Regions from separate parts of the Mus musculus genome. Here all the other regions are linked to region 3. The links are chromatin contacts, called in public HiChIP or PLAC-seq maps. All regions are on one chromosome and are shown on one strand. Each heading gives the region's core, a stretch centred on a gene start, on an enhancer-like site or on the middle of the called end of the contact. The rest is flanking DNA. Distances are from core to core; before and after follow the strand shown. Region 1 overlaps Asb2 (ankyrin repeat and SOCS box-containing 2). Region 2 holds the start of Fam181a (family with sequence similarity 181, member A). Region 3 holds the start of Tmem251 (transmembrane protein 251).

Region 1 (2,700 bases), core at 42-2,541, 590 kb before region 3:
GAACAGCTACCAAAGACCTCAGAGGTCAGCTGGGAGGGGAAGTTGCACTGGGGTCATCTTGTGGCATCCTCTGATCCAGAGCCCCACAGGGCTGTGTGGAGGACTCTTAGGCCAGGTTTAGGTTCTGTAGAGCTATGGAGAGATGCTGCTAGGTGCTTCCTGTCTTACTATCTCAGATCGAGCTCAACATCCTCCTTTCACAAAAGAGGAATCTGAGGCCTGCAAAGGGGAAGTGACTTAGCTACGGAATTAGCTGTAGAGCTATCTAGATTCTTGGACTCTTGATGCCCAAACCACTACACATCACACTGCTGGGACAGAAAGACCTCAGATGGAGATCACATCCTTGTTTTGCAGGTGATAAAAACCAAGGAAGGACCAGGGTGGGAAAGTGATTTGTCCAAGATCACACAGTAGGTTATTGATACAAATGGGATTTGAACCCAGGTCTCTGCCCTAGTTTCCCCCCCCCCCCCCAAAAAAAAGAAAAAGAAAAACAACAACAACAAAACAAAATCAAAAACAAAAAAAACCGTAACAGGAGAAACTAAAACCATACTGCTTGCACCATGATGTTGCAGTAGCAAAGACCTCAAAAACATGAATAAAAACTGAGTATTTTGACAACCCACTCCAAGCTCTCCTGCGATTGTCTTTCCCTCTCAATGGAAGGAAGTTCTGTCTGGAGAACTGGAGAGGCCGAGACTATGCAGAAGTGTTGGGGCTGTGCTGCAACAAACCAGTGAGGACCTACTGTGTGTCAGGCCTCCTGCTAAGCATGGACCTATGACAGATAGGTAGAGTGTGGCCCAGGGGACCCATCCTAACCCCACTGTATACTTGAGGGGATCGAGGCTCAGACAGGTTAAGTGATTGCTCACTGTAAGAGCCTGGATCTGACCTGTGTCTGCCTCTCAGCCTAGGAGATGGACCCTGGGCCTGACTAAGGCTCTTAGCCAGGGATGACTGCAATGAACACTCTGACAACTCAGTGGAGTCCTGGAGCCCAGGCCAGCAAGCTGTGCTGAGGGCAAGGGTGCAGTGGGTGAGGGGGACCTCCTCTCCAGGCAGTCGCCCTCTTCCCTGCCGATATTGAGGCAGGGACTGCTCCCTTCATGGGGAGTTAAAGCCAGTTCCTATACAAATATTTTCCTTATGTGAGCAGGCTGCTTTGCTCAAGCCTAGGCCTGCGGGGGAGCCTAAGCATGAGGCCCAGGGGCTTGTTAAAGGTGTCCCTATACTGTTCCTCTGAGGGAAGGGACAGTCTCTGCCCTGAGCTCTGTCTAGACAGCAGTGGCTTCTGAGGCTGGTGCTATGTTTCTGTTATGTTATTTACACCTCACCCTAAACAGGAGAGGGCAGGACTATGACTCTTGACTAACAAGCAGGTAAACTGAGGCTTCTAAAAGCTGTCTAAGGCCCCAGAGCTTGGGAGTCATGGTACAGAAACTTTCATGGTCCTGATGAGCCCTCAAGGCCTGGTGCTCTTCTCAGAAGGCCAGGACAAGTCCTCCGCTGCTGAAAATGAAGTCATCGGAAAGGGTGAGAGGAGCAGATGGCTCTGACAGAGGAGCTGTGGCTGACACAAGCCTTTGATCTCAGCCTTTACTGAGCTATCTCAGCTAATCTTCGTCTACAGTGTGGAGCCTACAGAGAAATCATGTGCACACCGGTTTGCTCTCTCACTCCAAGAGATGCAGAAGATGTAAAAGATAAGATGATGGCAGGAAGCTGCTACCAGGCTTCAGCCCCCTTCCTACAAGCATGGCTCAGTGTTTAGTTTCTTTTTTAAATTTATTTTCATGATTTTTTTAAAGTGTGTGTGTGTGTGTGTGTGTGTGTATGGGTGTTTGTGTGTGTGTGTGTGTGTGTGTGTGTGATGTATAACTACCCACAGATATCAGATCTCCTGGAGCTGGAGTTACAGGTAGTTGTGAGCCACTGTGGGTACTGGGAACTGAAGCCCGTGTCCTCTGTAAGATGTGTACATGGTCCTCACCAGTTAGCCATTTCTCCAGTCCCTCCATGGTTCCTTAAGAAGATAGCAGAAGCCAGTTCTTTCCTATTTCAGATGGAGAACAAAACAAGCCCAGGACTGGGGTTGTGGCTCAGTTGGTAGTGCTTGCTTATCCTATACAAAGCTTTGGGTCCAATCTCCAGCACTCTAGAGTTAGAGGCAGGAGGTTCAAAAGTTCAAGGCCATCCTTGGCTACATATGGAATTCAAGGCGAGCCTGGGCTACATAAGATGATGCCTCAGACCAACCAACCAACCAACCAACCAACCAACCACAACCAACCACAACCATCAACCCCAAATCCAACTAACAGTCAGTAGGATTTCCTTTAAGGAGCTTTGTACCTAGCTGGAGCTGCTGCTGCTGCCAGGGCACACAGCCTAGGGCCCGTAGTGAGGGCTGAAAGCCTAGTCTAGAATACATCTTCCGACCATACATTCAAGTGTAGCTTCACATCTATGAGTGGGTTATCCTGAGTCCTCTCATGTCCTGTGTCCTGGTCTGTGATGAAAAACTTGGCCTCTCAGGACTCCATATGGATTCAGAGAAACAGGGTAGACGAGGTTTTGTGACAAGGAACTTACCTTAGCTCTGACGTCTGATGGGTCCTCCTGGATTCAGGCAGTAGGCATGGCCCAGCCTACTCACCCAGTGGTTAGCTTGGAGGTGCTCACCACACAGTG
Region 2 (2,700 bases), core at 75-2,574, 570 kb before region 3:
AGCTGAGAGTGGGCCTTGGCTCCTCCCAGAACGAGGCGGGCAGCTGTCTCTTCCTCATGGGAACCTGGCCGGGTCTAGCAGCCTCTGGATTCAGCCCCCGGAAGCCCTGATCCTTAGAAAGGCATTCCTCCCTAAAGGGGGTCCCCAGGGCCTTTTCTGTGCAGCTCCCACCCCCACCGGGGCTGGATTGGGGACAGGGATGGAGGGGTGGCCGTCCAGGCCTCTCTTCAGGTCCCCTCTGCAGGTGGGGCTCTGCCACCCTGCCAGGCAGGCCCCTAGGGAGCCGCGAGTACTTCTGAGAGAAGCGCTTGAGTTGCTTCTGCAGGTACTTGCGATGGTCCACAGAGCGGCGGCAGGGTGCGGACTTGTCCAGGGCCGCCTTGATGTCACTGGACGCCAGGTTGACAAAATTCAGAAGCATCTTCACGTCACTGTCAGCTGCCATCACCACGAGAACTGTGCAGGGCTTTCCATGAAGAGCATGGGCTCTGGAGGAGCGCACAGGGCAGACCTAGGGAACACAATGAATGCAATAGGCAGCAGGAGTCTCTCCAGGGCAGTTACGCCTTCCCCAGGGCCACCAGGACCCAATGCACACATCCTCCATTCTTCTGTCCCAAACAGAATCCACAATGGGGCTGGTGAGTCGTTATTCAGCACCTTTTGACTATCTGAGATGAGACAGGTGTCAACTATCTCATTCAGTCTTCTGGGGCCTGTTGCCCTCTTCTGGAAGTCAAGGCTCAGAAACTGCAAACACCTTGCTCAAAGCCACCCAGCTACAAGTGGCATTGCTGGGGCTACATTCCCAGTTGGTCGCATCTCCCACACATCGTGAAGGCCAGCGCGCACGACTCACCATTCAAGTTTTTATTTTCAAAGCCAAAGAAATCCTCTAAAGAAGGCCAAGCCCCCTTCCCCCTCCTTGGTGGTGGCCTTCCCCTCCCACCACCCCGCCCCCTCCGCAGTCCCCACGCTCCACCCCCAACTCTCACACAGGGCCAGGCAGGATCTCTGTCTAGCACTTAATCTAGACCTGCCTTCAAGGCTCATCCCTGCCGGCCGCAGGGACTCCCCTGTAGAAGCATCTGCAGCAATTTCATGCCTCCTCGGCCACCACCCACAGTACTGTGCCCCTCCCCCAAGGCTCTAGTCCGCTCACGCCCTGCCCTCCACCCAGCCAGGCCAAACCACTTGGGACTCCGTACTGACCGAAGGTGAAGGCCAGGGCCCCCCGCCAACGTGGCCGGCAGGTTCCCCACCGTAGACCCCCGCAAGCCTGACGAGCTGGCGTGCAGTGAGCTCCGTGCAGGCTGAGAAGCAGTTGTGCACAGCCCTTGAGTGGGCTGAATGGAGGACAAGTCCGGAGCTGGGGGGCCCTCAGGCCAATCAGGAGCGCCTCTCCAGATACAAAGCATCCCAATCAGGCGGCGGAGCCCCGGTCCCACATTCTTTGCCGTCACAAATTGTCACCATGGGGACCATCACAAAAAAAGACAGCTCCCAAATGCAATCATTTCCCGGTAAATTTCTACCCTTCAGCCCCACTTTTCTCCAGTCTCCATACCCACTCCTCCCCTTGACCTCAGTAACCTGGTTTCTTGAGGTGTGTGTGTGTGTGTGTGTGTGTGTGTGTGTGTGTGTGTGTGCGCGCAAAAAGTATTCAGGATCAAGGAGGGCTGGGCACAGTGAGACAGGCACCCAACCTTCCCCAGATACTTCAGGTCTCCAGCTGCCATGCTCCAGTGCAGACAGACAATCGGATGGGGTAAGCCGGAGTGGGCTGCTTTTCCTCTGCCCTTGAGTGTTGAGTGTGCATTCTCTGACTCTGTCTCTGGCCTCGTGTCTCTCACCTCTTTCAACCGTCCTTCCTGAAGGGTCCCCCTGGGATGGATTTGAGAGGTGCACTGATGTGGGGAAAGGTAGCCCTGGCGGGCTGGCTGAGGGGTGCTGGGATATCCATGGGAAGGGAGCCGAGGCTCTCAGGAATCTTGTCTTTATGTTTGCTTCCTCAATTGAGCTGCACAAAGCCTGAATTGCCCATTCAGTGCGGCCGGACAAAAGGGTGGCGTTGCACGGTCCCCTTGCGTTTGTAGTCAAACAGTTAGGGACTTAAATCGAGTCGTCATGATGGAGAAAGAGGTGGACAAAGCCCATAGAATTGCCATCAGCAAACATTTTCCTGTGTCATATTAGCTAGTCTCCATGGCTCCCCCTGGCCCAGGGACAATGGCACAAGTTTGCACACTTGGCTACTGTCACCGTGCCAACGCCGGCAGGGCTGCAAGCAGGGCCGCTCAGTTGGAGCAAGTGAGGGAGCCCAGGCTGCCGTGGCCCTGCCCATCAAATGCCCAGAAAGAAGGTGAGGCTGAGAGCAGCCCGGTGAAGGAGAACTGTCTGGGAAGTGCTCCCGGGCAGGGTCTCCATGCTAGCCAGCTCAGTGGACCCCCGCAGGTCCACTTTCCTCCCCTTTCCCTGTCTTTCTGTCATCTTCTTCTGTCTCCGACTGCATAGTGGCCCACAGCTTCATACCACAGGCATGGTTGCATACCCTGACTTAGGAGTGGCACCAAGAGACATCTGCTGTAGGGATGAGGCACCTGTCTAGAGTAGCCCTAAGTTCCCTCCTCTGGAGGAGACGGCCCAGGGCTAATGAGCTGCAGCTCTAACTCCAAGAGCTCCACATGCTCTCTGTGCAGA
Region 3 (2,700 bases), core at 147-2,646:
TTCAGATAAAGTAGTCAGTCCTCTTGTCACTTTTTAAGTCTCGTTCCACCACAACTTCCTGAGACCTGTGAAGAAACTGCAGTCTTGTGGTCAGCCACTATACAGTGCTGGCAGTCTTACAATAAGGGAAACCGGTGATGGGTGTTATGTGTCAATCAGTTGTAGTCTGCTGATCTGATTAGAAGCCTTGACAAATGCCTGATGACGATTGCAGATAACTGCCAAGCATATGGGGATAATACAGTAGCCCACTGTTTTGGGATCCGCTCTCGTACAAGAATAAAGGAACAAAAACATCTGTAAGTACGGAATCAAGAAAATAATTGTCCACAACCAAAAGGGCAGGGAAAGTAACCGAGCTTTCAAGGAGTGTGTCCATGTGGTTCCTTCCCGAGGCTCCTCAGGGTGCTGCAGAATGTGTTCCAAAGCCAACCTGTTGTAAGTCTCATTGATTTCAAAAACATAATAAAACGCTGCTGCACTTGCTAGCAAATACAGTCCCACTCCAATCCATCCCATCCGCTGACGGAAGTTCATCATTCTCCATGCTCTGTGCCTTCAATGCAAACACAGAAAAATTATTGTTAAGGTCTAATAATGTTGCCATGGCAACTATTCCAAGTGCACATGATTTAAATTCAAGAGTTCTGAAAAGCACGAGCATTTTAAGATTTAACAGCTGTAAACAGCTTACAGGTGGTTTTATATAACAGTTGTAAGCACATAAAAATACTGGTTTCAGTGTCTACTGAGTGCTGTTATTTATGTGAACCCCAGAGTGAATGAATCATCACTTCTTGCTTGAGTAGACCCAGTACACCTTCGTTTCAGATAATGAAACATCTAGTTTCCCCACAGGACGTTGCTCTTGACAGTTGAAATGCTTTCTGGCTTAACACTATTTCAGACGTGGGCACTGGGTTGAGTTCTACTCGTTAAACCAACGTCGGAGTCCCCAAGTTAAGACGGTAACTCTTTCAAACACTTACAGTGGTCCCGAAAATCTTCCTGTTCCCCCTGCAAGCGAGCAAGAGTCACTCAGTTCTGAACAGTCAGGTGCCTTTGGCATTTCAGAACAAGCCACCTTAAGAGAAACCCTCTGGGTCGCGCAGCTGAAGAAGGTGAGCGCGGCGGCGGGAGCACGAGCTAGTAGTGATTAAGCTCAGCGTGACTACGGCTGGTCACGCGGCGGCGGCGGGCCCCGTCGCCCTCCGGAGCCCCAGGCGGGGGGAACCACCTGGAGATGCCGGGCCCGCCCCCCACTGCACCCGCCGCCGAGCTGAGCTGGGCAGTGGCGCCAGGCTTGGCCTGCAGAGGCCCGAGCTCGGCTCCCGGCCGGACGCCGGGCCAGCCTGACAGCCAAGCCGAGCAGCCCCGGGTCTCACCTTCCTGTCCTGAGTGGCCCGCCCGCTCGCAGTCCCGGATACCGCCGCATTCAGAGCTTCCGTCTAGGGCCGGAAACGCGCGCCGGCCTCTCATGACGTCAGGCTGTCAGCTTCGCGCCGCCTCCAGAGGCGGTTGTCTGTTCCCTGAGGCGTTTGCTGCGGTCGTTCTTCTGCCCTCGGCCGGGAGGCGGGCGCGGGGAGCCCGGGTCTCTCCTAAACCCCGCAAAGGTCAGACGTCCTCTCCGGGACCCAAGCGATGTATCTACGGGCAGGTGATCCTGATGGCGTTCGTTTCTAAGCGCCTGTGGCGGGTGGGCGGAGGAACTGCTCGGGAGTCAGACACGGTTAACTTAACGTGGATGCTCTGTTTTCTCAGGCTCCCGGACCTCTGCGTGTTAAAGAGACGAGCACGCACATCACTGTAAGCGGCGGCGGCGGCGGCGGCGCCCTGGTCGAATTAGAATTTAAATACTCTGAGCACCATGACACTGAGACTTCTAGAAGACTGGTGCAGAGGGATGGATATGAATCCTCGGAAAGCACTATTGGTTGCCGGCATCCCTCCGACCTGCGGAGTGGCAGACATAGAGGAGGCCCTGCAGGCTGGCCTTGCTCCCTTAGGGGAACACAGACTGCTTGGGAGGATGTTCAGGAGGGATGAGAACAAGAATGTAGCCCTGATTGGGCTTACAGTAGAGACTGGCAGTGCCCTGGTCCCCAAGGAAATACCTGCAAAAGGAGGTGTCTGGAGAGTGATCTTTAAGCCTCCTGATACTGATAGTGACTTTTTGTGCAGATTAAATGAGTTTTTAAAGGGGGAGGGCATGACGATGGGTGAATTAACCAGAGTTCTTGGGAATCGGAATGACCCTCTCGGCCTAGACCCGGGCATAATGATCCCTGAAATTCGAGCACCCATGTTAGCACAGGCATTAAATGAGGCCCTTAAGCCTACCCTGCAGTATCTGAGGTACAAAAAGCTGAGTGTGTTCTCAGGCAGGGATCCTCCAGGACCAGGTGAGGAAGAATTTGAATCTTGGATGTTTCATACTTCCCAAGTAATGAAAACATGGCAGGTGTCAGATGTAGAGAAAAGAAGGCGGTTGATAGAGAGCCTTAGAGGTCCAGCATTTGAAATTATTCGAGTCCTCAAGATAAACAACCCCTTCATTACAGTTGCAGAATGCCTGAAGACGCTTGAGACAATATTTGGGATTATTGATAATCCTAGAGCATTGCAGGTCAAATACCTTACTACTTATCAGAAGACTGATGAAAAGCTGTCTGCCTATGTTCTAAGGTTGGAGCCTTTATT

What was found. HiChIP or PLAC-seq counts read pairs in DNA pulled down with a chosen protein or histone mark.
Region 1: a contact with region 3 is called in an H3K27ac HiChIP or PLAC-seq map of thymic regulatory T cells, with 4 times the contacts expected there. The contact joins the enhancer-like site here to the promoter of Tmem251 in region 3. A contact is called at or near these places in 3 of 39 promoter capture datasets (cranial neural crest, hippocampal neurons and pre-B cells), 7 of 484 Hi-C or Micro-C datasets (CD4 T cells, the G1E-ER4 cell line, the HL-1 cell line and 2 more), 10 of 115 datasets of contacts at active chromatin or transcription factors (the SCID.adh cell line, T-cell acute lymphoblastic leukemia, cardiomyocytes and 7 more) and 2 of 9 other capture datasets (adipose tissue and liver).
Region 2: an H3K4me3 HiChIP or PLAC-seq map of embryonic forebrain shows a contact between it and region 3, with 7 times the contacts expected there. The contact joins the promoter of Fam181a here to the promoter of Tmem251 in region 3. A contact is called at or near these places in 3 of 39 promoter capture datasets (hippocampal neurons, neural stem cells and pre-B cells), 1 of 15 datasets of contacts at CTCF or cohesin (pro-B cells), 11 of 484 Hi-C or Micro-C datasets (the 63-12 cell line, B cells, CD4 T cells and 7 more), 9 of 115 datasets of contacts at active chromatin or transcription factors (T-cell acute lymphoblastic leukemia, bone marrow-derived macrophages, embryonic forebrain and 5 more) and 1 of 9 other capture datasets (pancreatic islet).

What each region holds. Positions count from the first base shown.
Region 1 is chr12:103,330,577-103,333,276 of GRCm38.p6, reverse strand. The region is part of intron 6 of Asb2 (ankyrin repeat and SOCS box-containing 2); the gene reads left to right. Among named protein-coding and RNA genes, the nearest start is that of Gm15523, 4.9 kb to the left of the region's middle. Within about 2 kb of position 1,291, at least 44 of the 459 cell types and tissues checked have an H3K27ac peak or open chromatin away from gene starts, as enhancers often do. A contact at or near this core is called in the G1E-ER4 cell line, the SCID.adh cell line, T-cell acute lymphoblastic leukemia and 2 more, where this site is marked.
Region 2 is chr12:103,313,583-103,316,282 of GRCm38.p6, reverse strand. It overlaps Fam181a (family with sequence similarity 181, member A), which reads right to left and starts at 1,324. Exons shown (of 2, transcript NM_001195726.1): 1 at 1,213-1,324; 2 at 1-511. The coding sequence starts at 445. It overlaps Gm29508 (predicted gene 29508), which reads left to right and starts at 1,514. Exons shown (of 3, transcript NR_136894.1): 1 at 1,514-1,768.
Region 3 is chr12:102,742,456-102,745,155 of GRCm38.p6, reverse strand. Tmem251 (transmembrane protein 251) reads right to left here and starts at 1,396. Exons shown (of 2, transcript NM_177140.4): 1 at 990-1,396; 2 at 1-556. The coding sequence starts at 1,069. The coding sequence ends at 145. It overlaps Gm20604 (predicted gene 20604), which reads left to right. Exons shown (of 2, transcript NM_001142939.1): 2 at 1,762-2,700. The coding sequence ends at 1,784. Moap1 (modulator of apoptosis 1) reads left to right here and starts at 1,495. Exons shown (of 2, transcript NM_001142937.2): 1 at 1,495-1,613; 2 at 1,762-2,700. The coding sequence starts at 1,868.